Regions from separate parts of the Mus musculus genome. Here regions 2, 3, 4, 5, 6 and 7 are each linked to region 1. A link is a contact called in public ChIA-PET, HiChIP or PLAC-seq and promoter capture Hi-C data. All regions are on one chromosome and are shown on one strand. The core of a region is the stretch at or near the end of the contact, and the rest is flanking DNA. Distances in the headings are between cores, read along the strand shown. Region 1 holds the start of Acbd3 (acyl-Coenzyme A binding domain containing 3). Region 2 overlaps Psen2 (presenilin 2). Region 3 holds the start of Psen2 (presenilin 2). Region 4 has its middle 24 kb from the start of Gm31728. Region 5 has its middle 3.8 kb from the start of Gm39713. Region 6 holds the start of Itpkb (inositol 1,4,5-trisphosphate 3-kinase B). Region 7 overlaps Itpkb (inositol 1,4,5-trisphosphate 3-kinase B).

Evidence for each region. Promoter capture Hi-C pulls out the DNA fragments that hold promoters and counts their contacts. ChIA-PET counts read pairs in DNA pulled down with a chosen protein or histone mark. HiChIP or PLAC-seq counts read pairs in DNA pulled down with a chosen protein or histone mark.
Region 2: a contact with region 1 is called in an H3K27ac HiChIP or PLAC-seq map of extraembryonic endoderm stem cells, with 6 times the contacts expected there. The contact joins the enhancer-like site here to the promoter of Acbd3 in region 1. A contact is called at or near these places in 2 of 39 promoter capture datasets (hippocampal neurons and pre-B cells), 2 of 115 datasets of contacts at active chromatin or transcription factors (extraembryonic endoderm stem cells and pancreatic cancer cells) and 1 of 9 other capture datasets (liver).
Region 3: a contact with region 1 is called in a promoter capture Hi-C map of embryonic stem cells, with 3 times the contacts expected there. The contact joins the promoter of Psen2 here to the promoter of Acbd3 in region 1. A contact is called at or near these places in 21 of 39 promoter capture datasets (the 3T3-L1 cell line, the C10 cell line, the HPC-7 cell line and 11 more), 3 of 484 Hi-C or Micro-C datasets (CD8 T cells, myocytes and pre-B cells), 7 of 115 datasets of contacts at active chromatin or transcription factors (bone marrow-derived macrophages, effector CD8 T cells, embryonic forebrain and 4 more) and 3 of 9 other capture datasets (adipose tissue, liver and pancreatic islet).
Region 4: an H3K4me3 HiChIP or PLAC-seq map of bone marrow-derived macrophages shows a contact between it and region 1, with 3 times the contacts expected there. The contact joins the enhancer-like site here to the promoter of Acbd3 in region 1. A contact is called at or near these places in 6 of 39 promoter capture datasets (the 3T3-L1 cell line, the C10 cell line, embryonic stem cells and 2 more), 3 of 115 datasets of contacts at active chromatin or transcription factors (bone marrow-derived macrophages, embryonic stem cells and large pre-B cells) and 1 of 9 other capture datasets (liver).
Region 5: a FOXA1 HiChIP or PLAC-seq map of pancreatic cancer cells shows a contact between it and region 1. The contact joins the enhancer-like site here to the promoter of Acbd3 in region 1. A contact is called at or near these places in 3 of 39 promoter capture datasets (the HPC-7 cell line, liver and pre-B cells) and 2 of 115 datasets of contacts at active chromatin or transcription factors (bone marrow-derived macrophages and pancreatic cancer cells).
Region 6: a contact with region 1 is called in an RNA polymerase II ChIA-PET map of memory CD8 T cells, with 131 read pairs. The contact joins the promoter of Itpkb here to the promoter of Acbd3 in region 1. A contact is called at or near these places in 3 of 39 promoter capture datasets (the HPC-7 cell line, liver and pre-B cells), 3 of 115 datasets of contacts at active chromatin or transcription factors (effector CD8 T cells, memory CD8 T cells and pancreatic cancer cells) and 3 of 9 other capture datasets (adipose tissue, liver and macrophages).
Region 7: an RNA polymerase II ChIA-PET map of effector CD8 T cells shows a contact between it and region 1, with 12 read pairs. The contact joins the enhancer-like site here to the promoter of Acbd3 in region 1. A contact is called at or near these places in 2 of 39 promoter capture datasets (the C10 cell line and pre-B cells), 2 of 115 datasets of contacts at active chromatin or transcription factors (effector CD8 T cells and microglia) and 1 of 9 other capture datasets (liver).

Annotation. Positions count from the first base shown.
Region 1 is chr1:180,723,631-180,727,954 of GRCm38.p6, forward strand. It overlaps Acbd3 (acyl-Coenzyme A binding domain containing 3), which reads left to right and starts at 2,413. Exons shown (of 8, transcript NM_133225.3): 1 at 2,413-2,748. The coding sequence starts at 2,472.
Region 2 is chr1:180,223,784-180,228,107 of GRCm38.p6, forward strand. Psen2 (presenilin 2) reads right to left here. Exons shown (of 11, transcript NM_001128605.1): 11 at 3,221-3,945. The coding sequence ends at 3,790. Among named protein-coding and RNA genes, the nearest start is that of Gm37336, 3.5 kb to the left of the region's middle. Within about 2 kb of position 2,253, at least 272 of the 459 cell types and tissues checked have an H3K27ac peak or open chromatin away from gene starts, as enhancers often do. A contact at or near this core is called in extraembryonic endoderm stem cells and hippocampal neurons, where this site is marked.
Region 3 is chr1:180,253,683-180,258,006 of GRCm38.p6, forward strand. It overlaps Psen2 (presenilin 2), which reads right to left and starts at 2,618. Exons shown (of 11, transcript NM_001128605.1): 1 at 2,541-2,618. Gm31728 (predicted gene, 31728) reads left to right here and starts at 2,723. Exons shown (of 3, transcript NR_168339.1): 1 at 2,723-2,882; 2 at 3,868-3,991.
Region 4 is chr1:180,277,896-180,282,219 of GRCm38.p6, forward strand. No RefSeq gene overlaps it. Among named protein-coding and RNA genes, the nearest start is that of Gm31728, 24 kb to the left of the region's middle. Within about 2 kb of position 1,931, at least 112 of the 459 cell types and tissues checked have an H3K27ac peak or open chromatin away from gene starts, as enhancers often do. A contact at or near this core is called in bone marrow-derived macrophages, liver and neutrophils, where this site is marked.
Region 5 is chr1:180,310,706-180,315,029 of GRCm38.p6, forward strand. No RefSeq gene overlaps it. Among named protein-coding and RNA genes, the nearest start is that of Gm39713, 3.8 kb to the left of the region's middle. Within about 2 kb of position 2,331, at least 210 of the 459 cell types and tissues checked have an H3K27ac peak or open chromatin away from gene starts, as enhancers often do. A contact at or near this core is called in bone marrow-derived macrophages, pancreatic cancer cells and pre-B cells, where this site is marked.
Region 6 is chr1:180,328,615-180,332,938 of GRCm38.p6, forward strand. Itpkb (inositol 1,4,5-trisphosphate 3-kinase B) reads left to right here and starts at 1,862. Exons shown (of 8, transcript NM_001081175.1): 1 at 1,862-2,165; 2 at 3,498-4,324. The coding sequence starts at 3,697. It also overlaps the pseudogene Gm5069.
Region 7 is chr1:180,363,415-180,367,738 of GRCm38.p6, forward strand. All of the region lies in intron 2 of Itpkb (inositol 1,4,5-trisphosphate 3-kinase B), which reads left to right. Among named protein-coding and RNA genes, the nearest start is that of Itpkb, 35 kb to the left of the region's middle. Within about 2 kb of position 2,232, at least 352 of the 459 cell types and tissues checked have an H3K27ac peak or open chromatin away from gene starts, as enhancers often do. A contact at or near this core is called in effector CD8 T cells, liver, microglia and 1 more, where this site is marked.

The DNA of each region.
Region 1 (4,324 bases), core at 1,163-3,662:
GCAGTTGGTCTAAATGTCTTCCAGGCAGGGCTGCTGGTCTGCTTATTCCAGGCAGCTGATCTGGTCTCAAAGTCTCCTTCTTAGCTCAGCTCTCTTTTGATCTGAGGTGAATTACTCTGACCAGAGGGATCTATTGAATCTGGTCAGTTTCAGAAACTTCCTGAAGCTATTTTGAGTTGTTTGCCTCCCTGCTTAAGGAGCTTCCTGTAGGACAGACTGTTTTAATCTTAAGAGGAAGCTGCTACACACCAACCAGACTTCAAAACAACCAGTGTTTTGATCTTGAGCATCTCAGCTGTAATAACTGTCAGAAACAAAGAGCTGTTAGTTATAAACCACCCAGGCTGTGGTATGTAGTTAGAGTGCAGAAGCAGCCTAAGAGAAGTGACCAGACAGATAACTACAGCAATCAATCTTGTCATGTGACCCGTGATAACAGCTTGGACAGTCTCTGTCACATAAGACAGTAAATGGCTGTGAACTTAGGGCACATCTTAAAACCTGCATAACACCAGCTAATATCATTAACCACCAGCATTAGGCCCATAGCCAGTAGATTGCTTCATTTTAAGGTAAGCCAGAAACCTGATGATATGACATTAAAATTCCAGATTTTAACAGGCTACCAAACAGTTCAGATTTAAAGTAGATACCAATTGTTCTAGTCAACTCCAGGGACACACTCTACCCTGTGAGCTCCCCTTAGGGTAAGGGCTCTTGTATATTTTAATGTTGCACATAATGGTGGTCACATTTTATTAAAAACTACCAGCCAGCAAAGCCTTTCTGATTTTTTGTTTTGTTTTGTTTTGTTTTGTTTTGTTTTGTTTTGTTTTGTTTCAAGACAGGTTCCTCTGTGCAGCCCTGCTGTTCTGGAACTCATTTTATAGATCAGGCTGGCTTTGAACTCAAAGATCTGCCTGCCTCTGCCTCCCAAGCACTGGGATTACAGGTGTGCAATCCTCCCCAACTCCTTTACATTTTGCTTTACACACTACTGTACTTTGGGAATGGAATGCCCCCCAAAGGCCATGTATTGAAGTCTTGGGTCCCATGTTGACACTATACAGAGGTGACAGAAACTTCAAGATGGGTTAGTAGGCTCTCTGGTGATGTCACAGCCTCTTGAAACACATATTAACACATAGTTTCATGACTCCAGTGTTTTCAACAAACCAAGAGGAAACAGAAGCTAGGGAACCCGCTCACAGGTGCTGAGGCAGAAGGTACCTTCCAGCAGCCTGGCCATACTATTGTGCTCTGGCACGGACTCACCTCCTGGACCATGATGCCGAGGGGTAGGACACGACTACTGTCCTTTGTATTTTCCATAGTATATGATATACAAGGTAGTCCTTAAATCATGTTGAGCTGAACTGATACTGTATGTAATTGAAGTGTGCTTTCATCCATTCATTCAGCTCAATGAAAGAGCCCTAAGCTGGAGTGCTTGCCCAGTGTATGCATGAAAATCTTACAATTTTTCACTTTTAATGAATTGGAAGACTCTGCTACGGAACCAAAAATCCCAGAATACAGCACTCGAGAACAGAGGGAGGTGGGTTTCTATGAGTTTGAGGCTAGTCTGGTCTGACCTTCATAGTGACAGGACAGCCAGGGCTATGTAGCTTACAACCATGTCTCAAAAAAAACAAAAGCAAACAGAAAGGAGAGTGCTATGTACTCTGGCTGTTTCTCCTTAACTACCTCCTACTTTCTTATACCCGACACTGCAGAGATTCTGTCTTCTGGTCCTACACTTTCGTGGCATGGATAGCTGAATTGGCCTCATGCTGTCCTTATTGCTAGTCCTGATGGCTTGCACATGTAGTCAAAGCCCTCGGGAGATTAAGGCAGGAGGACCAAGGGCAACCTGAGCTAACGAGTGAGTTCAAAGTCAGCCTGAGCTACATAGCAAAAAATAAAATAGTCAACCGTTCCCTCCCTTAGGAGAACGAACATAAATTAAGGGAGAGGACAAACACTGCAGGGGACGAAAGCCTGATTTCTACTTTAAAATGAAGACGGCAGTTGCTCTGACCGTCTGGCAGTTGCAAGAGACTCCGTAACTGGCCTGCAACTTCCCAACAGCGACTCTGCACAGATGTCTCTGCAGTTGTCCCCTGCAGGGTCGGACGCGACCAGCAGCCACCCCCAACACCGCTGCTTGGGGTTCACCTCACACACCCCCGACCAACGCGGACCGCCACGAACCCCACGGGACGTCCCGGCTCCCTGGGACGGCCACGGCGGTGGGGTGAGCCTCTCTCCGAGAGGGGCGTGAGGTCCCCAGCAAGCCGAGGGCACGGGAGGGCGTGGCCCACACGCTCGGGGGCGGGGCACCCGGCGCTTTCAAACCCCAGCCGCCTTGGCGGCGGAAGTTCCGGTGTCGGCGAGCGGAGGTGAGAGGTCAGCAGGAAGTCGATACGTGGCCGCCGCCTGTCCCCGCCGAGGAGGCGCTGCGAGCGGAGATGGCGGCGCAGCTGAACGTAGAGCAGCTCGAGGTGTCGCTCGACGGTCTCACGCTGAGCCCGGACTCGGAGGAGAGGCCCGGCGCGGAGGGGGCCCCGCCGCAGACGCCGCCGTCCTCGGCCCCGGGGAATGGACTGGGCTCCGGCGCCTCGGGGCAGCAGCGGGAGCCCGGGGAGGCGGCGGCTGAGGGCGCGGCCGAGGAGGCGCGGCGGATGGAGCAGCACTGGGGCTTTGGCCTGGAGGAGCTTTACGGCCTGGCGCTGCGCTTCTACAAAAGTGAGCGGGTCACTCGCCCCTGCGGGACTGCGGGCCGGCCATGCCTGCCCCACCCACCCGAGCTAGGCCGGGGTGACCGGAGCGCCGGTCCGTCCTTGGTGGCACCGAGAGTTTGTCACTGCCGGTCCGGCCCCTGGTCACACCCCTGAGAGACCTAGAACCCTGGTTTAGCAGCCCGTGTCGCCTAGTTGCTGGGGCGTTCCACCTGGTTTAAGTTTTCTGGTTTCCACGAGCTAGAGTGGACAGGAGCGCGCGCTCCCCGGGGCTCCTATTCTGGGATGGATTTCGCCTTTTTGTTATGTATCGGTTTTTCACGGCTCACGACAACATCGAAGCGATTTTTAAAGAGAGAAAAAAAAACTATCTTAGTGGAAGAAAATTGTATTGGGTCCCACACATCCCTTTTCTAGCCTTGTAAACCGTGAGCGTGTGTGGGACATGATCATTAGGCGATAGGGATGTGGCGAAGGATGAAGTAAAATACTAAGTTCATTTATTCCCTTTTGCCTGAGTGAGTAAGTGATGGCCACTGTGTTCTAGTAACTTCTAAGTGGCTAGGAAATTCTACCATGGAAGTGAATGATGAAGACTAAAGCGCGAAGTTCTCGTTCTCTCTCTCTCTCTCTCTCTCTCTCTCTCTCTCTCTACTGTTTCTTAAAACAAAATTGTGATGTGCGGTGATTTCCTGCCTTTTTTCTTCTCTAGTTAATACTGGAGGTAACAGTCACAAGATTTGGTCAGTGGGAAAGAGCTTGACTCATAGTCTGATTCTTAAAGGCTATTTAGGTTCTTGCGTGGGAAAACAAAGCAAGATAAGGGCAAATGAAACTTTAAAGGGGTTGCTAGGTTCCACCTGCATTCTAGAACCCCATATTTATGACAAGCTTCCCAGAGTTAGGGCTTTCGGATTGCCTAGTTCACCAGCTAAAGTTGAGTTGTTCACTGTAGTGACCCGTGTGAAGGTAGTTTTATTTTTAAATCAACTTTCATTGTGCAAACTAGGTGAGATTCTATGAAACTTTCCAGAACAATAAATGGTTACTCTAAATTCATAGTATTTTAAAGTTTACCCTTGAGCTGTTCTTTGCCATGGCTGGAGGAGTTCAGCCTTTCCTGTGTGGTAATGAGTTTAGGATCACTTTAACTCTTGAGTCGCCGATTTGATTTTAGAGTTTGTCGTAAATAAATGCGAATCCACTGGTTTCTGTACAGTTCACATAGCAGTGCTTGCCCTTAAAAGTTAATTTTTGGAACTTGCATTTTAATAACATAAGCTGCAAGAAACAGGGACAAACCAACTTTAACTCTCTCTCTCTTTTTTATTTTTTAAGAATTTTTAATTTTTGTGAGTGAGTGAGTGTGTATGTATCAGTGTCAATGTGGGTCCCCCAGGAGACCAGAAGTGTTGGATCTCCTGGGGCTGGAGTCACAGGAAGTTCTGAACTGCCTGACTTGGGTATTGAGAATTGAACTAGGGTCCTTGGGAAGAGCATTGTGCATTCTTTACCAATGAGATATGGCTCCAGAGCCAGAAAGAACCAACTTCTATTCTAATCTTTGATTTTGCTGCATGGGA
Region 2 (4,324 bases), core at 1,003-3,502, 500 kb before region 1:
TTAATTTCTTTTGAGACAAGTTTTCTCTTTGTAGACCTGGTTGCTCTGAAACTTGCTCAGTAGACCAGGCTAGCCTTGAATTTACAGAGATCATCCTGCCTCTGCTTCCTAAATGCTGGGATTAAAAGGCATATGCTACCACAGCCTGGCTCTCCCCTGACTTTTTTTTAAAGTGGTCCTGCAGCCTGAACATCCTCCCACCCATGGGGAGGAGTGGGGAACACAGAGGAGAGAGAGGACGGAGCCTCGAGTCATGTTATCACTGTGTGGGTCTCCGGGTCTCATACGGTGGGCACGTGTGTTGCTTCCACACGTTCCATGCTGTGCAACTGAAAGGCTTTGCCTCTTTTGGGGTGACTGGGTACAGTGCTAGACTGACCTCCCTCTGCCTCGAGCTCCTGGGGCCAGGCGCTCTCAGAACTGGGTCTTCTCTCCCCCCACCCCGCGGCTCCATTCACCTGCAGGCCTGGAAGAGCCAATGTCATGCAACACAGCAGAGAATCCAGATGTCCACTACTGCTTATGGAAACTTGGTATATGTTAGGAGAGTTCGACAATACACTGGACAACTGGAGAGAGAAAACAACAGAAAACCCCAGTCACCTCCCTCCTAAATTAAAAGAAGAATTAAAAATCTTATCGTCAAAATAAAAACATTAGCTTTTAGAAAAGCCTTGACGGTGTAGAAAGATTTCATAAGATTCCAAGGCAAAAGATACATGAAGCATCACACAGTCTCAAACTAATTTGGCACAGCAAAGCACCCCCACCCCGGGGAGGGGAGGGTGTTTGCACCACGTTTACAGACAGGTTTCAAGATGGACAAGAAAACACAGGAAGAGACAGTGAGGTGACACAGTCGGTAAAGACATTTGCCACAAAGCCTGACCATCTGCGTTGAGTCCCTGGGGCTGATCCAGTGGAAGGGAGGAACAGACCCCTGCATACTGCCTCCAGCTTCCAGATGTGTGTAGCTGCTCTTTGCTACTTTGTGGGGGTCTTCTTTTTCCCATTTTTTTATCCATCTCCAACCCCGCTCCCCGACTACTAACAAACCCTATCCAAATCCCCTGAGTCCAACCCCGCCTCTCTGGGCCCTAGCATTAATACCCTCTGAAAAGTTCCCAGAATTCTAAACACCACACAATTGTAGAAACTGCAAGAGCAGGAGGAGCCTCAGAGTCAGCTGCTGTGGACAGTCGGAAGCAGCCCCACACCCTACACCTGGGATTAAAACGATACAGTGATTCTCTATTTTTAAAAGAAAGCAAAATTTCAGAACTGTCACTACAGGTTTGTGCCATGACACACACACACACACACACACACACACACACACACACACTGCAGAATGATATCATTTCTATAAAGCAAAAAACAACAACAACAACAACAAAAAAACAACCATGCCAACGTCTAAAATAAAACCAGCTGGAGTACAAATTGACTTCACGCCTATCAACAGTCATCATGGATGAGGGAGGGCTCTGCAGTGGCCCACCCTCCCCTGAGGAGTTACAGACAGCTCACAGTCCCTGGGGGACGAGTCACATCCCTTGGTCCTGGAGCGACCAGTAACTTGTCCTTGCTCAGATAGATAACCCCTCCCACACTTGTGCAGGTAGCCCTGAACAGTAATGGGACACAAAGAGCAAGACAAGACACGAGAGTAAAGGAAGAGGACTTGGTGAGAAGAAGGGTCCTTTCGGAAGGGGGTCGGGAGGGCGGGGAGAGAACGGGGGAGAATATAATCAAGGTATATTATACATGAAATTATCAAAGAATTTTTTAAAGGAACAGATTGTCCTAAGAATGGGTACAAAGGCAATAGGATTGATATCTTTTTTTTTTAATCACTTATTTCTGAGACCAATAAGGAAGTTATTAGCTGACTGGCTCCACAGGGCGGGGATGAGGTTTGCAGATCTGCTCAGTGTCCTTTCCAGGACGTTTGGATCTCTCTTGAACTCCTGGGGTTTTTGGTTTTTGGTTTACTGGGTTTTGATGTTGTTTTGTTTTGTTTTGGGTTGTTGTTGCTCTTGTTTTGTCTTTTCCACTCGTGTGCTGGGTCCTTCTGCTGTGAAGAGTTCAGGTCGAATCTACTCTAGGATCTTTCTTTTCTTCCTCGTGACACTTCCACTTCACTTCCCTCAGAGACTTGTGTTTTCCCAGTCCTAACACTGTCTTAGCCAGGAACCGCGGGTCCTTCAGGGACCAACCACGGCTCACCTTGCTCCCCACGCCCCGCCCCCGCGTCAGCTCGTTTACACGGTGGGGCGGGGCACACCTCTATTTCCACTTTCGGCGCTGAGTGTGGCCTCTATCCTGGCTAGCCTTTTCATAAACATCTCCTCGAGCTGCTAAGATCAAAACATTTACCCAACCTTCACCCTAGAACTACTCTGTGGAAGATAAACATTTCCATAATTGACAGTTGTAATGGGCTTTTCTGTTTTCTCCGCCGCCGCCACCGGTGCTTTAATGGCGAGGAATTATCCCGGCATCCTCAGCTGCTCTCTGGTCTCCCAGGCTCTGCTCTGTATCAGTTACCAACTTCCAACATGGTGTCTGATATCAGCAGCATGTGTCCCTGCCCTGCTGGTCTTCTTGGGTCTCTGCTGTGTCTCAGGTAGTGCTACGGGGGAAGAAGCGCCACCCTTGCTCAGTACCCAGCAGTTACTTTTGGAGCACAGGGTTGGGGCTAGCACACACACCTGGGTTTTCTCTGCAGCCCCAGCAGGGCAGTAGCTTCTGTGGTCTCACGTCCCCACCCAGAGGCACTTCAGAGACTCAGCAACCTGTGCCAGGCTGAGGCAGAGAGAAGCTTGCCTGCCTTTCATCGCAGGCAGGAACCGGAAGCAACTCTGAACCCAGGTGGCCCCCTAGCCCTTTGGCTTTCTGGCTTCTACTAAGGACGGACATCTGTCAAAGCAACCACTCAGCTTTTTAGCAACTTCCTTGCAGTATTTCTGACCCCACATACAACCTACCAAAGCCATAGCCAGGGATCTATGTGGTTCCAGCAGGTTTTGTCCCAATACCTCCCAATGCCCTGTTATGGAACTTTTTAGTTAAAGAACCCAGTGCAGAGAGGCCAGGCAGTTAAGCTTGGTCAGGTCAAGATATTTGTGCAGGAACAGAAACCCTAAGACAATGGGTTAAGCCCCGCCCCTAGCCCCTCTCACTACACAGCGGAGAACAAAGGGGCCAAACACCAGCATTCCAGCAGGAGCATCTGTTTATTGGTATCATTATTAAGCCACTTCCCAGCAGTCACTGCAGAAATAAGAACAGGACTTGGCTTCTAAGGTTCTAAAGTAACAGACATCACAAACACAGCACTGGGGACATTCATGACTGCACACGGGCTTTCCACCTCTGGTCAGGGTGATGGCGCCTCCTGGTTCCCACAATGCACCTGTTCCTTCTGATCATCCCTGGAGACTTACAGACGTGGACAGGGGCCTGCATCCTCCCCAACCTGCTCCACACACGACCTCATCCCTGAAGAGACGCTTGCTTGCTGAGCATCCAAGCATCCCACCGGCGCCACAGATGCTCCGACAGGCAAGCTGCAGTCTGGTGACAAGACAGGTAGCACCGAAGGGTGGCTTCTGCTTCCTCATCACGAAGTAAACACGACACGTTTTTATTCTTTTTTTTTTTTTCTTCTTCTTCTTTTGTAAGGAAAGAAAATTTCTTTAAAAAATATATGGCACTAGAGTGTAAAACTATACACCTGCATCCAGTGACGCCCCCATAGCTCTCGGAGCCTCCGCCTGGCTCCTGTCAGATGTAGAGCTGGTGGGAGGCCAGAGTGTCCATGAAAGGGCGCACCAGGTTGTCTGTGGAGAAGTAGAAGATGAGTCCAAAGGTGATGGAGATGGGGAGGGCGGGCAGAGCCTTCTTGAACACAGCAAGCAGCAGGAGGGTGAGACACAAGCCCTGCAGGAAGGACATCAAGGTGAGGGAACTCGGTGACATGACCTTGTGGGTGGTGTAATCCTGAGACTAGCCCGAACGGCCACAGACATGTGCTGTCTCTTAGAGATATGCAATTGCCCCTCAAGATGCACGGGGCAGGGCTCCCCCCCACCCCAGTCAGGACACCTGCATATTGGTTACTAGGTGGACAGAGCCCTGGACAGGCCATAGGGCTTCCCCATCTAGGGACAGTGGGCAAATAGATGGTGGGAGCCTCTCTCCAGGGACTGGAGTTTTGTTGTTTTATTTTGTTTGCATTTACAAGAGACCCAGATGAGCTGAAATGAAACCCTCTGAGATTCTCAGCAGCAGTCACCAATGAAATCATAGGTGTTGTGTA
Region 3 (4,324 bases), core at 1,368-3,867, 470 kb before region 1:
ACCAAAACCCTGTCTCAAAACACAAAAACATTTTTTTTTCTCCCAAGTTCTCAGGAAGTCGTTAATGAAGACCTCACAGAAATGTTCTGGGTAGCAGTTTGGATACAGGTCAGAGGTGACTGAGCAAGCTAGTGTACAACTCCAAAAGTATATACATGTAGCAATGTCCAAATCCTGTGCTAACAGACTGTAGGGCCACATATCTGGGCAGCTGGGCCCCCATCCCTGACACCCACACCCCAGAACTCAGGTTCCCAACATTAAAGGAGTCATAATTAACTGTCTCAGTGTTCCTTTAGCTCTGTTTGGTGACTTAACAGTTGTTGCTGTGTGGTTGGGTGGTTGGTTGATTTTTGGGGATAGTGTTTCACTACATAGCTCAATTGGCCTGAAACTCACTACACAGCCCTGGCTTGTCTTGAATTCACAGCAGTTCTCTTGCTTCAGTGATTATGCACTGGAATTACAGACATGAGCTATCACATTACTTAAGCTTCCTTTAAAAAATTAAATTATATTTTATGTGTATAGGTATTGTGTCTGTCTGTATGTCTGTCTAGAACAGATATATCTGTGTAGTACATTTGTGCCTGGTATCCACAGAGGTCAGAAGAGGCTCTCCTAGAACTAGAGTTACAGATGGTTGTGGGCCTCCATGTTGAACAGGGGTTCTCTGGAATTGAAGCCAGCCCTCTTAACTGCTGAGCCATCTCTCTGGCCCCAATAGTACGTTTTTATAATAACTGTGATAACCACTGGGAAAAAAATGGCTCTTTATCATGAATGTCCAATTCCTATCACATGGGCATGTCACATGGTTATTATCATCAACAACCCAGAGAGACCAAGTCTGGCGAGAGACTCTTACATGGCAAACTGTGCAGTGGAGTTGTGAGCAACCACAGAAGAGCCACTGGACAGGGTATGGCTAGACACTGCTCCAGGCTGACACAGCGGCAGCGGCAGCCTCTGGCAGCATTCCGCATCCTAGTCTGTTTTGCCTTCTCAGAGAGCAGAAATATTCATTTCCACATACGAATGGATGTACAGCCTATATTTTGGGCATAGGTATGGGGCATGTCTACATAGTAGGAGATAGTTCTCCAAACCGGACCCGGCTTCCAGCTCAGTCCGCACCTCCACTCACCCACACCTACTTTCTGTCAGCTTCCTTCCCATCCTGCACCTCTGCCATTCTTCACTCTATCCCTGCCCACCTGATTCTAGCCACTGTCCTGGGAGCCAAGGAATGAACCCAGACGGTCACCTCTAGGCTAAAGTCGGGATGCTGGCCCCTTCACCAACGGAAAACACAGGATCTGCTTCTGTTTCTCAGGCTTCCACAGAGCCACCCACACCTAAAGGAAAACTTGAAGCTTACACACCTGAAGCAACTTATACAGAGCCTTTAATTACTGCCCAAAGTCTTGGCTGAAGGCCTGAGAGGCTTAGGTGTCCACAGAGGGACTATACAGCCAGCAGGTGCACCTATTCTGAATGGTTGCGTCTCTCTGACTCCAAGAGACTATTCTGGGGACGGAGTTAAATTGGTCTGCATCTGTTCTGATTTTGAGGCTCTCTAATCCTCCATCAGTAAATGGATGCAGTCATTTCACAACCATTCATATCTTTAAAGAAAAATCCCTAAGCAGAGGTGCTAGGACATTTCATTTAACTGGCAAAGGACTTATGTCTGGATAGCAGAAACAGAGGCCCAGGCAGCAGGCTCTAAGCCTGGTTTCCCTGTATCTTACACAGGAGACCTTGGGCAACCGCACTTTTTAGTTCTGGGAGTTGTTCTTCTCACCCTCCTTTTCCTCTCCTGGCCGGCCGCATGCATGCTTGGCTAACAACACTCTACCACACAGCTACATCCTCAGCCCTAGGCGCAGTTTCTTCATCAGTATAATTCAGTGGCAACTAGCTCTTGCTTTGCCGAGTTCCTTCGGTTCAGAGGCTTGATTCTGGGCGTCTCCCTACTGCCTTAAGGGATTTACAAAACACTGAACACAGCTGGTAACAGAACGCCTGCCTCAGGCCCTGTTGGGCGCCTCGCTCCTCATACAGGAAGAAGTTCTTACTCCCATCTGTAGCAGAGCCCAGGTAGACCAGGTCAGAGCCTGGGTAGCAGGGACCAAAATGCCTGGTGAACACAGCGGTGAGACCCACGTGCACTGGCCCTTTAACACCTCACTCCGCGCCTGGGGTTCTGGAGGCAGGAAGGGACGCGAGGGCACCCGGACGCGGCCAGAGGCCCAGAGCTGCACCCTACGCTCCTTCCAAGCCCCAGTTCTGGGCCGGCCGCACTGCTGCCTCCCCAGCACTTTCTCCTCGCCCCTGAGCCGGCCGCAGAGGCCGAGATCGCCGCAGGGGCCGCAGCTTGGAGCCCAGACCCTGATGCCCCGGGAGGGCAACGGAAGCAGCGGTCAGGGGCGTGCGCACGAAGGGCCTCGCTGCATCCGGGCTCTCCATGCTGCCGGCTACCCGCGATCGGTGACAGGTACCCGGCCGCACACACCCAGCCCCCGCCCTCCGCTCACCTGCTCCGCCGCGGCGCGGGGTAGAGTTTACGCCGCGGGCGGAGCGCCTCTCCTGGGCTAGCGCCGGCCCCGCCCACTGCCCCGGTTCGCCAGCGCCTCAGACACGCCCCCGGTGGGGGACACGCCCACTTCCTGGCTCCGCCCCTGTCCCGTCCCTTGGGCGGTGCCAGGTTCCCCTGTGCACTTGCGCCTTCATCGTCGGTTTACAGGAAAACACTGGGTGCAGAAGGTGCAGGCCTTCGCTGTGTCTTGCCCTGGAGACCGCAGCATCATACTGACATTGAAATCTGAAGTTGGCTAGTGCCTTTTCTTAGGGGCCTGGCAGCGCCACTGGGACAAGGGGTGGGTATTTGCTTTGTGATTTCAGGAGCCTCTGCTGCCCCTCCCTCCTCCGGTTTCATGCACTTTAAAATGGAGTCTAAAGTAAGCTAACATCGGGAGCCTTCTCCTGATTGATTTTTTCCAGAGTGCTTCCGCGACATACATGGGGAGCTCTGGGTAAATATGAACTGGGATAAAATTGCAACGAGATCTAGGAATCAGCCTCGGGGTGAGGGCAGGGAGGGGTTGTGATCGCAGGATCGGTCTGTGGAGTGAGTTGAAATTGTCAACAATTTGCCACAGTTGTCATTATCTCATGTAGCTTTATTTCTCCTTTAATTACTGTGAAATTCGTATAACATAAAATTGTCATTGTAGGGCTGGGGATGTAGTTCAACTAAGTGCCTGCCTAGCATGCAGGAAACCCTGAGTTTAATACTCAATTCTGGTGTATGCATGGCTGAGTAATCCTGTCACTAGAAGTCCAAGGTCATTCCTAGTTACATAGCAAGTTCGAGGCCAGCCTGGGACACATTAGACCTTGTCTTTAAAAGAAAAAAATACGGCTGGGCAGTGTGTACACCTTTAATCCCAGCACCGGAAAGGCAGAGACAGGCACATCTCTGAGTTCAAGGCCAGCCTGGTTTACAGAGTGAGTTCCAGGACAGCCAGGCTATATAGAGACCATGTCTTCACCACCACCATCACTGCAAAAAAGTAATCATTTTAATTTAAGGTATTTAGTGACTTCAATGTGTGCCAATCTGGCTTGTGTGATTGTAAAACAGCCCATTGCTTAAAAAATAAAAGGCAGTTGTATAATTGAAAGGTTTCCTGTCCCTCTCCCTGACCCTGTTAGACACCAACCTACTTCTGAGTCTGTGGACTTAGCTCAACATCTTGAATTTTTTCCTTAACACAATTGAGAAAGTGGGTTCTACCTGGCAGATAGCATAGACGCATGAACGGAGGTCCGAAATCTCCCTCTTCTGCTTGTCTGTTGCAGTTCCTTACCCTTGCTGGGCCTCGGTTTCCTCATCTGTGAAAGGATAGTGTGAGGGCCTTCAGAGGAACATGGCACATTACAGAGAAATGAGGGGGCAGGGGGCAGCGTGGATCCTGAACAGACAGTAAGTGTTTCCTTCCTCTGCCTCCCTTCTCGGCTTGAGGTGGTGTGGGTTTCATTTTGTTCTGTTTGACATTGAAATGATAGCCCATAGTACTCCTCATGTCCACTGTCCCTCCCCCTGTAGGGGCACCATCCTTCTCTACTACAGATGACTCTTATCATGTGGAAGTTGTGGACAGAAGTTCTGGACCTGGGCATGCTCACCACACTTGAAAAAGCCCAATTGTGCTGTAATGGAGGCTTCTCTATTGAACAGGACTTACAACTAACACAGACAGGCCACTGTCTCAGTCCATTCAGGCTGCTATAATAAACCACCAGAGGCAGGCAACTT
Region 4 (4,324 bases), core at 681-3,180, 450 kb before region 1:
AATTTGCTATTGTTTGTAAATATAGTATACCCCTGATATGGGCTTTATCTCACCATATTTCAAGCTTAGATTTTTCTAAACATTCCTATCTCAGTAGAATTCACACACGATAACGTGCACTTTTAAGTATACAGTTCAATGATTTTCATCAAGTGTGTATGCCTGTGTAAATACCATGGAGCTCCAGATAGAGAATATGATTCTCATACTAAAGAGTTCCAGCCCCCTCCCCTTGTCCTCATTCCCCCCTTCCTTGTCCCCCCCACACACCCTCTTTTGCTCTTGGCTATCAACTCCTCCATTGACCCTCAGCTCCAGGCAAGTACTGTCTTCATTCTGTCCTTCTCTAATGACTCTCTAGTCATTTTAATGACTTCAATTTCTTTTTAGATTTATTTATTTATTTATTTAATGTATGTGAGTACACTGTAGCTGTCTTCATGTAGACCAGAAGAGGGTATCGGATCCCATTACAGACAGTTGTGAGCCACCATGTGGTTGCTGGGAATTGAACTCAGAACCTCTGGAAGAGCAGTCAGTGTTCTTAACCGCTGAGCCATCTCTCCACCCCCCATGATTCCAATTTTAATGAGAATCTACTACAACAATAAGATGGAGTTCTACAGGCTTCCACTTGAAATGCTGCTAAAGGTTCACGGGCAACATAGTTTGTTTGATTGAGACAGGCTCTCCTGTGGCCAAGGCTGGCCTTGAATGTGGTATGTTGTAGAGGCTACCTGGAACTTCTGATCTCCTGCCTCCGCCTTACAAGTGCTGGAATTACAAAAATGTGCAACCATGATGACTCGGGGCCGATTTGAATAGGATAAAAGAGAGCAATCCGTCTGTTACTCAATGTAGGACACACAAAGCTTATCTCTTTGCAGACTCTTTCGCTCGTGGGATCAGATGTGTCATGAACAACTGCCGAGTTCTCTTGACTGCCAAGGGACACCTGCCTGAGTCTTCTGGGTCCCCCACAGGTCTTTTAGATGTAAGGAATCCGTGATGGGTGCCAAGATACATACCAAGCACAGACACTTTGAGGATTCTGGCTCTATCACGCCCATTCTGCAGACCAGAAAGGGCTTCAGCAAACAAAATTTGGAGATGAGTTAGCTGTTCTGCAGTGGCCTCAGGCTCCACCTAACATGTTTCCAGAGAGAGAGGCAAGCCCGGATAACCCACGTAAGTATGTTGCTGTGCCCTTCCTTCCTGGAAGTTTTCGATTTTCTTACCTGGTCATTTTCAACTAAATCTCTAGGTTATGGAAAAAGAAAGATCTCATTTGAATGGAGGAAGCCTCCTAATGGGCACATGTAAATCATGGTTAGAAATGTTTGAATAGCCAGATGGTAGAAACTAGGACTCTAGCATTTCCTGATAAACACAGAGGCCGTTTTGAACTTGTACATGAGTGGTGGCAAGGGCACTTGGATGCAACTTTGTATCTATTAGTTGTTTAACTCCTAGGAGAGGGGAGGCTGGGGAGAGGAGGAACTGTCCACATTCTGGTATACGATACTGTGCTTAGGTATAGCGCTTAATAGTTTAGTGTTTTCAGTGGTTGGGGTTGTCATTTTTCCCATATGACACCGATGTGGATTTCCCCAGGGTCACCTCCCAAAAGAAGTAGGCAGTGACATGGTGACTGCTGTGGGTCTTTCTGTTAGAAAGGCTGCAGATGAGCAGCAAAGACAAGATGGGCCTGCAGTAAGTACAGAGCAGTTTGGGATCGAAGAACCCAGGTTTTCATTTCTAAATGGTAAACCCAAAAGGGTTGGCCCTGAGTTTATGCAACGTCCCTCCGCAGTGTGCCAGCAGTTTGAGAGGCTTGGAGCTGTGCCAGCAGTTTGAGAGGCTCCGCAGGAGAGGTGAAATGACTTTTGTTCTTCCCTCTGTAACTAAAGCTGGCCACACCCTCTGGCATCTGACTGAGTAGGAAAAAGACCTCAGGGTGTTCTGTGCTGGGGACACCAGGTGACTGTACAGAGTCCATGCCAGACAGGAGATTCCAGCAGGTGCAGGGCTGACGAAATACAGAAATGCTGAAATGCGCAAGCGCGGAGGGGTTTCCTGCCTGGGTGGAGCTTCCAGAAGAGTCACCTCCTGCAGGGTGAGGGAGCTACAGGTTCTCCTCCACTCCCCACAGCCTTGCCTGCTCTTCTGCTTCCTCTAGGATGGCTAACTGTACCGGGAACCCTTACTTTGCTTTCATTCTTACAGATTCCAGATCTAAAAATAAAGGTCAAATGGCAAACAGACCGTGCTCTCCAACAGCACCAGCTACTACTATTTACTTAAAGCAAGCTACTAATCAAGGATTTTAAAGCCAAAACACAAGGGGGTGGGGTATAGTCCAGTGTCGTACAGCTACAGAGATTCTCTATGCTTAGTCCTTTTGCTGGCCAAGAAATGATATGCCTTCAAACAGATCTTCAGACATATTCAAAAATTACTCTCAAGTTGTTATTCATATATCATCTGTGTGCCACCTCACTTTGGGTGAGGATGGAACAAGGCAGTAATAATAAAACACGCTCACGTTTATTTTGACTTCACAGATCTTTTGTCTTCCGTCCTCTTGAGGGCCTTGAGGTGTAAGGCATCTGCTATTAGGGACTTGTATGAATCTGTAAGGTCGGTTTGGACATGTGAATCGTCAGCAAAGGGGCCTGGCCTGCAGATGTCTTGCTGACTTCCTTGGTGAGGATATCATCTGATGACAGCTCCAGTAAAGCATATTCATCTTCAAGGCATGTAACAATGCAGCTCTGTTGGCTAGGGGTAATTTTTAGGTCATTATGAACTCCTAAAGTCACAAGATACAGACATCTCTTAATTGACATTCTATCAATTATAATGCTATAATTTAGGATGCTCTGGTGTCTCAGGGAGCTCAAGGGCTAAGGGCACTAAAGTAAGCAAGGTCCCGGGGCTCAGGACAAACACACACATCTCAAAGGCACATGGCATTTCTGGACCTGTGAGCAGGGACTCCTGTGACCCAGCAGGAGTGGCCAAGGGTCTGCCATGCTCAATCACACAGTGTAGCCCCAGCCTGTAAGGCACATGGAAACCGGAAAACCATCCTTGTATGTAGAAGAATTGAATGTATAGCTGGGCAGTGGAGGTTCAAGCCTTTAATCCCAGCACTCGGGAGGCAGAGGCAGGTGGATTTCTGAGTTCGAGGCCAGCCTGGTTTACAGCGTGAGTTCCAGGACAGCCAGGGCTACACAGAGAAACCCTGTCTTGAGAGAGAAAAAAAAAGAATTGAATGTATGGCCTAGAAAACTTAATAAATAGCACATTGATAGATCAATGCTGCCAACACTCATTCAATACTCCAATGTAAGTCCCAGTCTACTTAAGAGACCATCAGTTTTAAGTGTTTTTAAAGCATACCCTAAAACTAAACCAGACTAAAATATTAGGTACGGGTTTGGAAAACAGAGGTGAGTAGCTTCTAAGGCCAGAAACCATGGGAGGAAATATCAAGAAAACATTGAATGAATTTGATGTTATTGAGTTTGTTCCTTAAAAAGGAAATAAAATAAAATAAAATGTATATATGTATCTGTTCCTGTATTGCAGGTACCTGACTAAGCCAGGAGAGGGTGTTGGATCACTTGGAGCTAGAGTTAGAGACGGTTGTAAGCAGCCCAGTGTAGGTGCCGAGAACGGAACTCTGGTCCTCTGGAAAATCTGCCAGGGCTCTTATCCACTGAGCCATCTCTCCAGGCCCTGGATGTGTCTCTAAACACTTTGCTCATACTATCGGAAGCATCTTTCAAACTTGTAAATATGTCACTGTTCGTTCGTTCGTTCGTTCTCTCTCTGTCTCTCTCTCTGTCTCTCTGTCTCTCTCTGTGTGTCTGTCTCTGTATGTCTCTTTGTGTGTCTGTCTCTGTCTACATGTCTCTCTCTGTGTCTGTCTCTGTCGGTCTCTGTCTCTGTCTGTCTGTCTGTCTGTCTCCCACCCCCCACCAATGCCCCGCACAGAGGGTTTGACTTAATATACAGCCTTGTAGATGCTAGGTAAGCACTCCCCCACTGGGCCATCCCTCAGTCCTCTTCTCACCTTTAAGAACCTGATGATTTTAGGAAACTTGCCAGATCCTACAGGAAATGGTAGGGCTCCCCCCACCCCCATTTCCTCCAACTATGGGTTCCCCAAGCCCTGCTCTTACCCTCTGTGCCTCTCCTCTCTCCTGTTGACAAACTTAGGTTAAAAGGGAGGATGTATGCTGGGTGGTGATGGTGCATACCTTTAGTCTCAACACTGGGGAGGTAGAGGCAGGTGAATCACTGAGTTCAAGGCCAG
Region 5 (4,324 bases), core at 1,081-3,580, 410 kb before region 1:
GTCAAGCCCATTCTTGTGTCGTCTCCCACTTACGTTGCAAAAGTGGAATTGGTAGGGTTGTCAGGTGTGTGTATCATCTGCTTGACAAGCTGGTGTCAAGGATTTCCTTTTGTTTTGTTTGAGTGGGATTACAGATGGCTGTGAGCCACCTGAAATGCATGCAGGGAACTGAACCCCACCCCAGTCCTCTTCACCACTAAGCCATCTCTTCAAACCCTGAAGAATCTCATCATGGTCATGAGCAGGTCAGAGGACAACTTAGAGTCTGTTCTGTTTTTCCACCAAGTGGCTCCTGAGGACCAAACTCAGGTTGTCAGCTGAGCCACCTCTATACCCCTGATTATCCTTCTGCTTGCATCTTTATTCCTTGTGCAGGGCTGTTTTTACCCTTGTGTTAACCATCGTTTTCTCTCCTCCTCATCCATGCCTCTGTTGTCTACTGTCACTGATTATTACTGTTGGCTTTCCCCAAAGGTTGTAGCTCAGATTTCTTCTTCTTCTTCTTCTTCTTCTTCTTCTTCTTCTTCTTCTTCTTCTTCTTCTTCTTCTTCTTCTTCTTCTTCATCATCATCTTTCCTTCTCCTTCTCCTCCTTTCTTCTCCTTCTTCTTCCTCTCCTTTTTCTTCCTCTTCTTCCTTTTCTTTTCATCTTCTCCTAATATTTTCTTTATTTTATGTATGTGAATACACTGTCACTATCCTCAGACACACCAGAAGAAGGTATCGGATCCCATTACAGATGGTTGTGAGCCACCATGGGGTTGCTGGGAATTGAACTCAGGACCTTTGGAAGAGCAGTCAGTGCTCCTAACTGCTGAGCCATCTCTCCAGCCCTGTAGCTCAGATTTCAATGGTATTGTTTCTTCTTGCTTCTAATTTATATTTTATTTTTCTAATTATATGTTTGATCTATACTAAGTTCTATTTAAGTCTCTTAAATCCAAAATCACTTTCCTTTTTTGTTTCTGTTGTCTTGCCACCAGTGTGAGTTACTTTTTACACTTCAGACTATCACAAAACACCCGACAGAAGCAAGGTCAGAGAGGATGGCCTCGTTCCCGGTTCATGGCTCAGGGGATAACAATTTATTGCAGCCAGAGGACAGCATGGCAGCAGAAGCAGCTGGGTCTATGGCAGAGGGAATTGGGCATGTGGCTTGTTATAGCTCTGTAGACTAGAAAGCAGAAAGTCCAGACAGGATGCCCGCTACAGTCCCACAGCCCATTTCTATGGACTCAGTCCTCCAACTAGGTTCCATGGCCTCCCAAAACACCAGTGCCAGGAGGGCACCAAGTATCTAAACACATGAGCAGATGGGGGACATCTTGCTTTCAAACTGTACCACCATCGTCGTTGGTTTTTTTTTTTTTTTTTTTTTTTTTTTGTCTACTTGATGGATCCATGTCCTCACTGAGCTGTACCCTGAGGAGAATGGCAGAGGTGGCCTTGCCATGCCGGAGCTCTGACTGCCTCAATGGGCGAGCTGTGCTCATCCTTCTCCTTTTCCTCACACTGGGCTTCATCTTTGTTGTGCTTTGTCCTTTCATTTTGCTTGTGTTTGGGCAACTCCACCCACTCATACTTGCTGGAAACTCTCTTCCTCCTATTCTTTTTTTTTTTTTTCCCCTTGGTTTCCTGAGAAGGTAAGACTGGGATGGCTGGAGGGCAAAGCTGAAATGGGGCTCTGTCTGCCGTGACTCCGGAGCTGTGTCAGGAGTCAGTCCTCCGGTTTGGACAGCACACACAGTCCCTGTAGGGAGGCAGAACCTTCACATTGTTGACCAAATTTAGCTTGTTGCCCTGGAGCCTTCACTTTGGCCAAAGTCAGCCAAGTTATTCACTTCCCCCATTTTACCCCTTTCTTCCACGGTGGCTGTTTCTGATTTCTTTTTCGTCACAGTGGGAAATGCAAAAAACAAAAACAAAAACAAAAACATAAAAACCCACACAAGCGAACAAAGCAGAAACCCTGCATGTAAAGCTGGGGAGAGGTCAGAGACAAAGAATCTGACTCCATTAAACTCCAAGCTGCAGAAAATGTTTCTAGGGACAAGAAAGGCAGTGCATCTGTCACCGGCTTGCCGTCTTCCGTGTCCCAGCGTCTCTATTCTTCCACCAAGTGTAACTACAGTTGTCCTTTAGAATACAAGAGCAGCTGCCTTCAGCCACAAGAATGGTTTGCTTCCTTTTGTATCCATCCACTCAAGTGCACGCCATGAGTCATGTGAGCTTCAAAAACCCAGCAGGACCAAGGTATGTTCATGCCCCAACTAGTGGGGCAAAGCAGGGCAGGGCGCAGACACTCTCCAGGGTGAGTGTCAGACAGAAGGTCTGGGGGAAGCCTGGGAATCTCCCTTGGGTGATGACTCAGGGCCTAGAAACAATGACTTCAGCACAGACAGTGACCTGGAAATCAATCTAGTCAGCTGTCTGGGTTGGAAGAGAGATCCCAAGCCAAGCCGAGCCAGGGAAGCAGCCCAGAAGCTCCCAGCCTGCCCCTCCCCCAACACTCCTGGGCTTGTCTGAGGGCTGGGGTGATGATTTCATTCTGCATCTCCGAGTTTAGTCTCAGGGGCTGCTGCAGTGGCCACAATCTCTGGGTTGAATAATGGGGAAATCAAGCCGACAGGGTAGAGAAGACTTTAGTGGCTAAATCGACATGCAGGTCCATTCATTTAATTGGCAGAGATTTCAGAGTAAGGTCCCTTGCCAATTGTCATAAACATACAATTATAGTCATTAACGACACAAATGGCTGCCTATCGCTAAACACTAATTTCACTCTAGCTAATCATCTTTTTAAATTATTTGCTTATTATGTGCCCACCGCACAATCTCACTTACTCTTCCTAATGACCCCTGAGACACATGTTATTGTTTTTATTTTACCACTGGGTAAATATATATGTCCACAGTGAGACGTGTCATATGAATCTGTGTAGTCTCCTTATGTCCTCCTACCTCAGATCCCTTCCTAAGGTTGGTGATCTCATCTCCCAGTGGCTTTGATCTTGGCTGCTAATGCTTTGTACCCATCCCTCTATAGAAAAGTGGTCCCCGGCTAAACGGGAACAACTTCGCTCTGGAGGTAATTCTCTCTCCTCCCCGCAACCAGAAGCCTAGGGTTACTAGTACTCAGAGACTCCGTGATCCTGGGAGTGGTTAGCGAGAAAAGGGCGTACGGCATGAAAGCGTGGAACCGTGTTTGAATCCACAAAGAGAAGTTGGGTGCGGCAGTGCACAGGTCTGTAATCCCAGTGCTCTCACAGGAGGGGGAGAGGCGGAGACAGGAGAATCCCTGGAAGCTCATTGGCCAGCTCGCTTGGCATTTGCAGCAGAGAAACAAGAGAGGCAAGCCAGAGTCTGGCTCCTCCCTGCCTCCAGGTTGGACAGGTAGTGGAATTCACACTCCTGATAGATAGCCCATGTTTCTGACTTGTCTCTGGCTGAAACTCTGTCTTTGCACCCTTCTGTTGTTTTGTCTGCCCCTTCTCGCTTTGTTTCTCAGAAGTCCTTGTTTTTAAGTGATGTGCTGGGGTTCTACTTCCTGTGAATCTACCCACAACAGCTGAGGAGTGAACACAGGGCTTTAATTCCAGGCCGACTGAGTTCAAACAAGTCTCCACAGCTGTGCGTCAGTTCATCTCTCTGAGTCTAGTCTGACTGTTCTCGTCAGTTTTAAAACGGTGGACTAATATTACCCAATAATTTTCATCCCTTCTTTTCAATAAACCTGGGTATTCACCTCTATTAGGACTTGATTCTCCAAGGACAGTGTCTGTTTCTGGCGTGTGACAAGTTTCCCAGGCTGAAGCCAGAAGGTGGTAAAATCAACGTTAGACCAGTGGTTCTCAACCTTCTTAATGCTGAGACGCTTTAATACAGTTCCTCATGTTGTAGTGACCCCAAACATAAGATTATTTTTATTGCTACTTCATAACTGTAATTTTGCTGCCAATACGAATCACAATGTAAACATCTGTGCTTTCTGATGGTCTTAGGCGACCATTCGATCCTCAAAGGGGTCATGTGCAGACTAAGATCTGCTGCTTTAGAGAACTGGAGCAGCCCTTGAGAAAGAAATGAAACAGAATGGAACGAAAAGACAGGCACCGTTGGAGTGCATCATACTTAATACGCGGTTACTCTCGCATGCGTGGCTGTGATGACATCTGGCAGGAACAACTTAAAAAAGGAAAGGCTTATTCTGGCTCCTGGTTTCAGTTGTGTTAGAGAACTTGTCTATGTCAAGGCAGACCAGGAGCAGAAAGTGAGAGGAATCCGGACCAAGTGTGACCTTCAGTGACCCATTTCTAGCAGCGAGA
Region 6 (4,324 bases), core at 612-3,111, 400 kb before region 1:
TCTGTTACCCATACTATGTCCTTAGTCCTGTATACATATTCAAAATGTGCCTAAACCAGTGTCTGGAAATAGCAAACACTACGTCGAAGTGTTAACTTTTGCTTTACGTTGTGGGAGCCAGCTAGATTCTATGGTAGGATATAAAGCCTGCTGTGCTGACTTCCAATCTGGGGACTTAAACCCTGCCAAACCCTCTCAGTGTCATGGTTAGGACTATCGTCTTGTCTCCCTTACATCCAAGCCAGAAGTTCCATCTCCATGTCCTGTCTGACAGCAGCTGACTGGCCAAGGATTACTCAGAGACTAAGGGCATGTTCCAGCAGCCTTCATTTCTCACTAGGGAAGGTTGACTGACTCACCTACAAGAGACAATAGCAACTAGGAACAGCTTCTCAGGGGCCGGCAAGGTAGAGATTTGTGGGAGCTTTGCTAGGCTCTTCAGTTGCTTCTACTGAGGCATTTATCACCTCTCAGATTAGACTTCATAGCTTGAGTAACTCCTCTTCTTGCCACTAGGGACCAAAGGAGGGAGTCTAGATAGAGGTGGCTTCTTTGTCTCACGGTAATACTAGAACACACACAGGACAGGCATCTTTATTCAGCCCCATTGAGGGTGAGAGGGAAACCAGATTCAAGCCTTCCAGGGTATGTTAAAAAAAATAAAAAATAAAACAAAAACAAAACAAAACAAAACCAGAAAGGACTTGTCCGATTCCAGGAATTCTTGGCTGGAAGGGCTCTTGGTTTCAAATTTGCTTGAGTCTTTTCCTGACCAAGCTGCAGGTTGCTTTGCTCACTTCAACGGTATTGTTACATAAACAAGTAAGCTGTCTGCTTGCTACAGGCGGTCAGGTTTTCCATCCGAGGTTTGGCTAATCAGGATATATGGGCGGATACAAGCTTAGGATTCTTAAATCTCCTAAACCTCGCAGCTGTGTTCCCTGTTTCCACTAAACGCTAGAGTTTAAGATTTAGGGAATTATGCAAAACAGGCTTGCAGTGCCGGGTGGGGCTTAAGTGTGTGTGTATGGGGGCAGGGAGTGTCCCCCGCCCTCCAGTGTTGCCTGGTGCCCCCCCCCCTTTATTTGAGGGTAGAGTAGAACCCTTGAAAACGCAGGAGTAAATTCACAGGAGACTGAGCAAGTGGTTGAAGACATTGATCGGGCCTCAGCCCCAGGACTATGCTTTTTCTTAAAATAACTTTTTGAGAGTTGAGTGCAAAAATACGCGAACAGCACAGCCTCTGTGTGCGTTTATAGATAACTGCTTAATGCAGAGCTCCTTCACACATCTAGCCTACAAGACACTCAGCAGCTCACAGTCCAACCAGTCTTCCAAAATTCTACCATGGTGCATTAAAACCTAAAACTGTGCAAGGAAATGCCCTGCAATATATGCAATATACCTTGTAAAAAGTTGCCTATTGTAGTACAAGTACACCCTCTGCTTAGGCAGAATATTACCCCTCTTTCGATGCTAGAAAAATCCCCCCCCCAGCAGCTTTGTTTAGCACACTCAAAATTTTATTAAAAACAGTTTTCAAACGTAGCTTCATAAAACTAGACACCAGCAAACCTTGGTCGAGGGATGGAAAATAAATCGTATATCTTTAACCCGCAGAAGTTAAAGTCTTTTTTTTTTTTTTTTTTTTTTTTGTTAGCTAACAATGGAAACTTTTTTTTTAAGTGTTTCCCTCCCTCGGTTTGCCAAGCAATAGAAAAAAAAAAAAAAAAGAAGAAAAGAAAAACTTGTTCCGCTGAGTTCAACCCCAGACAGGCTCACAACTTCCTTCCTGCTTTCCTCCCCCAAGCCCCCGCCTCTCTGCCTCCTCCCTCAACCCCCAACTTTTTTTTTTTTTTTTAAATCTTACATTGAACAAACACTGAAGTAGCAGGGAGCAGACGCTGACAGCGGTAGTGTCTCCAACCAAGCACAGAGCAACGCAGGGTCGGCCTGGCGGTGTCCCCTCCGGGATCGCCTAGTCCCTGCGCCGGTACATTCAGCTTCGTTGCACCCCACTTTTTCCGTCTTCCATAAGTTGTTGCGGAAACCCTTTGGGAGCTTTTTTATTTTTTTAAAAAAACTTTAAGCCACTTGGTCTGTACGAGCCCGGAGTCCCCGGGGCATGTCGCCTGCACGGGACCTGGAAGTCTGAGCAATTGCAGGTAAGCGTGGCGGCTCCTTCCTGGCCCTCGTCTCTGAACCCTCTTTCCGCTCCATCTGTGCTGGGGTTCCTCTGGGTGTTCCGGGGTCCGAGCACAGCACGGAGGTGAGGGCTAGAACGACGGAGAAGGGAGGCTGATTTGGGACGGTAGCGTGGCGTGGCCTTGGGGGCAGAGGAGGCGATTCGACTTTCCCATCGCCTTCCGGGCCGCTGCGCCGCCACCACCTCCCCGGCGCGCTGCGGGCGTCTGGGGCTCGGCTTGCCCGGCGGCTCCCCTGGCGCCAGGCGAGGCTGCCCGGGATGCGCGAGGCCCTGCCCTCGGCCGGCCGCGCTGCTCCGGGGCTTAGCTTGCGGGACCCCGAAGGGCTGCAAATTCTCAGGCCTGCACAATTAGAAGGCCTCCGGGCTGCAACTGTGCAAGCAAGCCCAGAGTTCCTCCGAGGGGTGTGGGTCCCGGAGGGGGCAGCTGGGTCCTCGCTAACAGGATGCGCGCAGGGCTGAGTAGCTGCGGACATGCATCCCCTCTCCCAAACACACACACACACACACACACACACACACACACACACACACTCGCTGCAGGGTCTGAGGGGACAGTAGGGAGCCACCAGGATTGATTCCAGTGCTGGATACTGCAGAGTTTGCTCCCTGGCGCGCACGCGTGCCCACATTCACAAAACACACTTGTTTGGAGACAGACAGACATCAAGGCTAGTGCTGAAAAGTGCCTGGACTGCCCCACCCCCACCCACCCCCGCGCTCTTCCCGGCCTTTCATAGGCCGAGAGGCATAGCCCCAGACCAGGATCAGAAAGAAAACGGTGGGCACACAAGTCCCCTTCCAGGTCTCGGCTCCAGCAGCGGTTTGGGGAAGGCAGGTCCGGGTCAGGTTCCCTGTGACTTGGCCTCTGATGTCCTGAGAGGGTGGAGCAGGGTTGCCTGTCATCCTCGATAGCCGGTGTTTGCTCTGGCCAAGGAAACCTGGCCAGTCTCGAGGAGGGAACCAGCGAGTTGCACCTCCTCCCTCGGCCATCCGCGTGGCTACCGAGACTAATTTCAGAATTTGGGATTCTAGGTGTTCTTGGAGTGTATCACAAGCTGGGGGAGGTGGACCACCGCCGGAAAATACCAATAGAGGCCATATCGAGGCGGCCCGGCTTGCCTCCTCACTGAGCATCACAACTCCTGTAGGCTAGACATCCAGGGGCACCCCGTCCCCAGCAGATTGGGGTCCCGGGGCTCCCTTTGCTCTCTGCTTTCTGCGGGTGGGCTCTCTCCACCCCACCCCCTTGATGCCTTCGGGAATTCTGACTTTTCTCCTTGTGTCTCCACAGCCGCGAAATCGTTTATGGAGCTTGGGGCGGGGGCCGAGCCCGCGATTTTGCCCTGTGCCCGCCGCCTAGGCCATGCTGCTCCATCAGCGCGCAGAGCTACGGCCGCCGGGCCTCCGGGACTAAGCCGAGAGCCGCGGGAGGAGGAGGCGCCGGCGGTGGAGCGGGACGGAGAGCCGCGGCGGCGGGCGGACCCTGTACTATGGCTGTGTACTGCTATGCCCTCAATAGCCTGGTGATCATGAACAGCACCAACGAGCTCAAGAGTGGCGGCCCCCGGCCCAGCGGCAGCGAGACGCCCCAGCCCTCCGGGAGGGCCGCGCTGAGTCCCGGCAGCGTCTTCAGCCCTGGGAGAGGCGCTTCCTTTCTCTTCCCCCCAGCAGAGTCGCTGTCCCTGGAGGAGCCCGGGAGTCCTGGGGGCTGGCGCAGCGGCCGGCGCAGGCTGAATAGTAGCAGCGGTAGCGGAGGTGGCAGCAGCAGCAGCAACAGCAGCAGCAGCAGTGGCGTGGGCAGTCCCAGTTGGGCTGGCCGCCTGCGAGGGGACGCGCAGCAGGTGGTGGCGGCCCGCATCCTCTCCCCACCTGGGCCAGAGGAGGCCCAGAGGAAGCTGCGGATTCTGCAGCGCGAGTTGCAAAATGTGCAGGTGAACCAGAAAGTGGGCATGTTCGAGGCGCAAATCCAGGCACAGAGCTCTGCCATTCAAGCGCCCCGAAGCCCGCGTTTGGGTAGGGCTCGTTCGCCCTCCCCGTGTCCCTTCCGAAGTAGCAGCCAGCCCCCCGAAAGGGTCTTGGCTCCGTGTTCTCCAAGTGAGGAACGCAGAACAAAGTCCT
Region 7 (4,324 bases), core at 982-3,481, 360 kb before region 1:
TCTTGGAACAGGAAAGCAGCAACCACAAACAGGAATTTCCTCATGGGAGATTGAAGGGATGTGTGCATGGAAGTGCACATTGGTGTTTTGCATGTTTGCAGTTGACCCAGGAAGTTGGTAGGGTATGAGGCAGAGGGAATCAAAACCTTCAAATCTCTTCCCTCCCTCTGGCCGCAAGAAAGGCTTCTGGAAAATGTGAGCTTTGTGATAAGGGAATGAGCTCCTAAATATTTACAAAATTCTAGGATGTGTTGGCTACAGAAGAGGGTGGCCTCCATACGAAGCCTTTCAGTTACCAACCTTGAGCTTTCCTTAGAATCTCTGGTGGACCATGGTTACCAAACGTTGCCCTGATTTACTGCCTGTTTGAGAATTCATCTCCAAACATTTAAGGCCAAGGAAGAGCAACTGTGTGAGTGTTTTTTAATTACTGAAGTACTCATGTGGTAAATCTCTGAGTCTGTCTGGGAAGGAGTTTGTCCCGTAGTGGGAAGGTCATTCCAGTTCAAGATTTTAAATGAGCCGGAGGCTGGATGATGCTAACAGACTTTCTCTTATAAAAGACTCTTGTGGCCGTGGGCCCCGCAGTGTGGAGTACCCATCACTTACTGTGTAAGTAGTTGGTGATTTCAGAAACAGGCCTGGCTGTCGGCTTGCCAGATGATGCGCTGCTTAACCTCACGTATAAACCTCCTTCCTCTGTCGTTGTTATCTCAAGGGCCTTTGTCACATCACTTCGCTCATTTCCCTAGTGAGAAACCGTGACACACTCCAGAAGGGCAGCTCCTATGGCTGCCTGCTCGGTTTTTTTCACAGCGAGCCAGGAAAAGGTGAGTCACGTTCCTCTCCAGTCTCGTTCACCTTCACCAGTAGCGCACACACAGTTAATACAGGAAATACGCATTGCAGCGTACACAAGAAACTGTCAGCGACCAGTTGTGTCGGCAGCGGCTAGCCTAGATTATATAATGTTTTAAGAGATAAGTCACGTTAGTGCTTTTGTGGCCATGTATAATTACATTGGAGAACTAATTTACTGAGTTAATAATTAGTAATGTGACTTTATGGCATGCTAACCATTCTGAAGTACTTGTCCTGTTAGCATTTATTGCTAATTAGTAGAGTAGCCCCATTTTCATTACTGAGAAGGTACACTGCTTTCAGTTTGCGACTGCATTATTAAAGTCTAAATAGACAAGCAAACGGTACTTAGACATGGGTCCTATGAGATCTGGGGAATAGAAGTTTCAGGACTACGGTACTAAATGCAGAAATCCATGGCCTTTGTAAGCTGTCAGTGGAGTAAGACAGTGTAGCACCCTGAGAAATGAAGATTTTAAAAAAACAAAAAACAGAAACAGCAGTCCTGGCCCCAAAAGTTGTTGAATCTGGCCACTTAAAAAGCAAAAAGAAGATGTAAGTCTTTGAGAGTTAAGGGCTTACATTGTCCCTTGCAATTGTCCCAAAAGTCCCTATGGTGATGCACATCTATAATCCATTCCAGTCCTTAGGTAAGGCAGGAGGATCACCAGTTTGAGACTAGCCTGGGCTATACACGCTGTCTCATTAAGAAAAAAAGAAAGGAGAAAGAAAGAAAGAAAGAAAGAAAGAAAGAAAGAAAGAAAGAAAGAAAGAAAGAAAAGGAAAAATGGGCGTGGCTCAGTGACAGAGCCCTTTCCTAATATGCACAAGTCCCCTTCAATCCCCAGCCCCTCAAAAAAATACGAAAGTACTGTACCTATTCTATAAATAGGAATATCCAAACACAAGCACATCCATTCTCCTAACACCAGCGGAAGTGGCCGCGATGGGACAGTTATTTCCCACAACATGGTGCAAGGGCTGTGCTCTGTTCCTCCCACTTAGAGAGCAGGCACCCAGAGTGCCATAGAGCGGGTCAGGCCCCCTGTTGCCTAGGTAACGGGCCGCCTCCACATCACGTGACCGCTGCGCATGCACGGCGGCGGCAGCGGTGGCACTCTTCCCCTACAGGGCGACTGGCTTGCGGACCTGGCTGCGCTGCTGGCAAATGGCATCTGCAGTGCCCACCCTGTATGAGCATATCTGGGTCTTGATTCCTTTTCCCCCTGAGCTCGGCAACTCAAGCCGGCTTGGGCTAGGGTAAAAGGGCCTTAGATGTATCGGTTAATTTACCTATGTCTGTAAATATGGAGCGAGAAATGTAGGCTAGCCTCAAGGGCCCCTGCGCAGAGCGCCTTTGTTTTTGCAAAGCTCAGCACTTCACCCCAGGATGCTGGCACTCCGCCCTTCTCGTGCGTGGGCGCCAGGACTATGCGTGCAGTCAGATTTTCTAGCAATATCTCAACTGTTTCTTTTCTTCTTCTTCTTTTTTTTTTTTTTTTTTCGTTCACCCACTCAGACATTCCCCGTTTTTTCGTCGTAATCACTTTCTCTCATTTAAACATACACACTTAGGCTTTGGCAAACAAAGTGGAATCTCCAGACCCGTTAGACCTCAGTGTTTTAGCTACAGAAACACAGAGCACATTTGGTTTAGATATCTTACTGTTACAGAAATAAATCACTATCTTCAGGTTACACTAACTCAGAGATTTCTTCCATAGGGTTAGTATAGATTAATCTATTGCAGGGAAAGATGAATAATTAGAAAGGAATAACAATCGAATTCCTACTTCCATAAGGTTAGGACAAGACCGGAAAGCAGGGCTCTAGACTGGCAAAGCGGGAAAGATACGAGTGATTGGTCCTTGTTACCACCTGCCCGGTGTGTTCAGTGGTTCTTGGAGCTGAATCATTGAATCGTAAGATTAGGTGATTGAATTAAGTCTAGGCTTTTACTATGCCGGTTCGGTCAATCCAGCCCTCTCTGAAGATATAAGGCCAGCGCTTTGCGACAGCTGTACTGAGGTCCCACAAGGAATATGGACAGTCCAGCAGAAAGGATTTTTTTTTTTTTTTGATCTTGTAGCCCTGCAGCAGGAGCAGCCATGAGCTCATAAACTGATCTTTCTCTTGAGAGAGCAGTTGCCCGGCACAACATGGAACAAATGTTACCTCTCTGTCTCTGCCTTCTTTCAGCCAAGCATTTCCTGCCTTTGCTGGTATTCTCTCTGTGTGTGCATGGGGCTTAGATGGGTCCTTCTGATCAGGGAGCCGTTGGCGAACAGGAACTGGCTGATGCTTCTGACTTCAGCAGAATTAGGCCACCACGATGTGGTGAGGAGCCAGGAGGTTTCACTTGCTCTGTTCACAATCAGGTGGATGGGGGTGAGTGAGTGTCTCTGAGATGTGCTTTTTTTTTCCAAGCCTGGTTAGGGGTTGGCTTTAGGAACACTCTTCTCACCCCACCCTGCCTTTTTGACAGTTTGCCGAGCGAGCGCTGTGGATCTTTAAAGAGAAAGAGGCGAGGAAGGTCAAGTTTTTAAAGTAGATCTGTTAGCAAGAAGTGTAAACACACGGAGCCCCACAAACATTCTTGGTTGGGGTTTTATAGCTGTGATACACCTCCCAGGAGGACCCGACCTTACATGGCAGGGACTCTCCCTTGGATACACAGCCCAGCTGGCTTTTGATCATGGCACCAAAAGTGTTCGAGGTTCTTGGGCGTGGAATAATGTAACGTGAGCAGTAGTATCCTTAGACTCCTGGGACAGAGGAAGACATTTTGTCTGAGTTTAGATCCACAGAACTGTTTTTGGATTGCCTGCTGGATGGTTACTTCCTGCCAGGGTTGATGCCCTAGGTTGGAGTCTGAAGGCAGGCTGTGAGTGCTAGAAGCCCATAGACCGTGGCAAGGTGCCTGGGTCTCTTGCATTAACTGCCTCTCTCATGGCTACTGCCTTCTCTTCTAAGCTACTGCTCCATCTTGCAAGAGTCCAAGCTGGTATTCCTGGGGCAGTCAAGCATTTATGGGAAGAAGAAAGCTAAGGTCACAGGCCAAGTTTTCCCTCCCAGCCTAGCCAATCAGTGATAGAATTTTAGGCAAGAGATTTATCTTCCTTGAAAGCTCCTCCCGTGGGGACTGGGTGCTGCATATGGCCTTGCATATGTGGTGCAAGTCTCTGGAGACTTTCCCAGTAAGGCCTATACGAAAAGGCTGCAGGGAAAGATAATGGAGAATAACAGATATATGGTGGTGGTCTGAATGCTGTGGATATTTTAGCTTATTTAATTCTCAAAATGACCCCATGAAGTAAGTGCTTATTAATGTATCTCTCTTGCTGTAGACAAGGAAAACGAGACACAGGCTGGATAACTTAAATGTGGGGGGAAACTCTGGTTTGAACACAGGCTGTCTGGAGGCAAGCCAATCTCTTAGCTGAGTTCCCTACCCCTTTGGTAT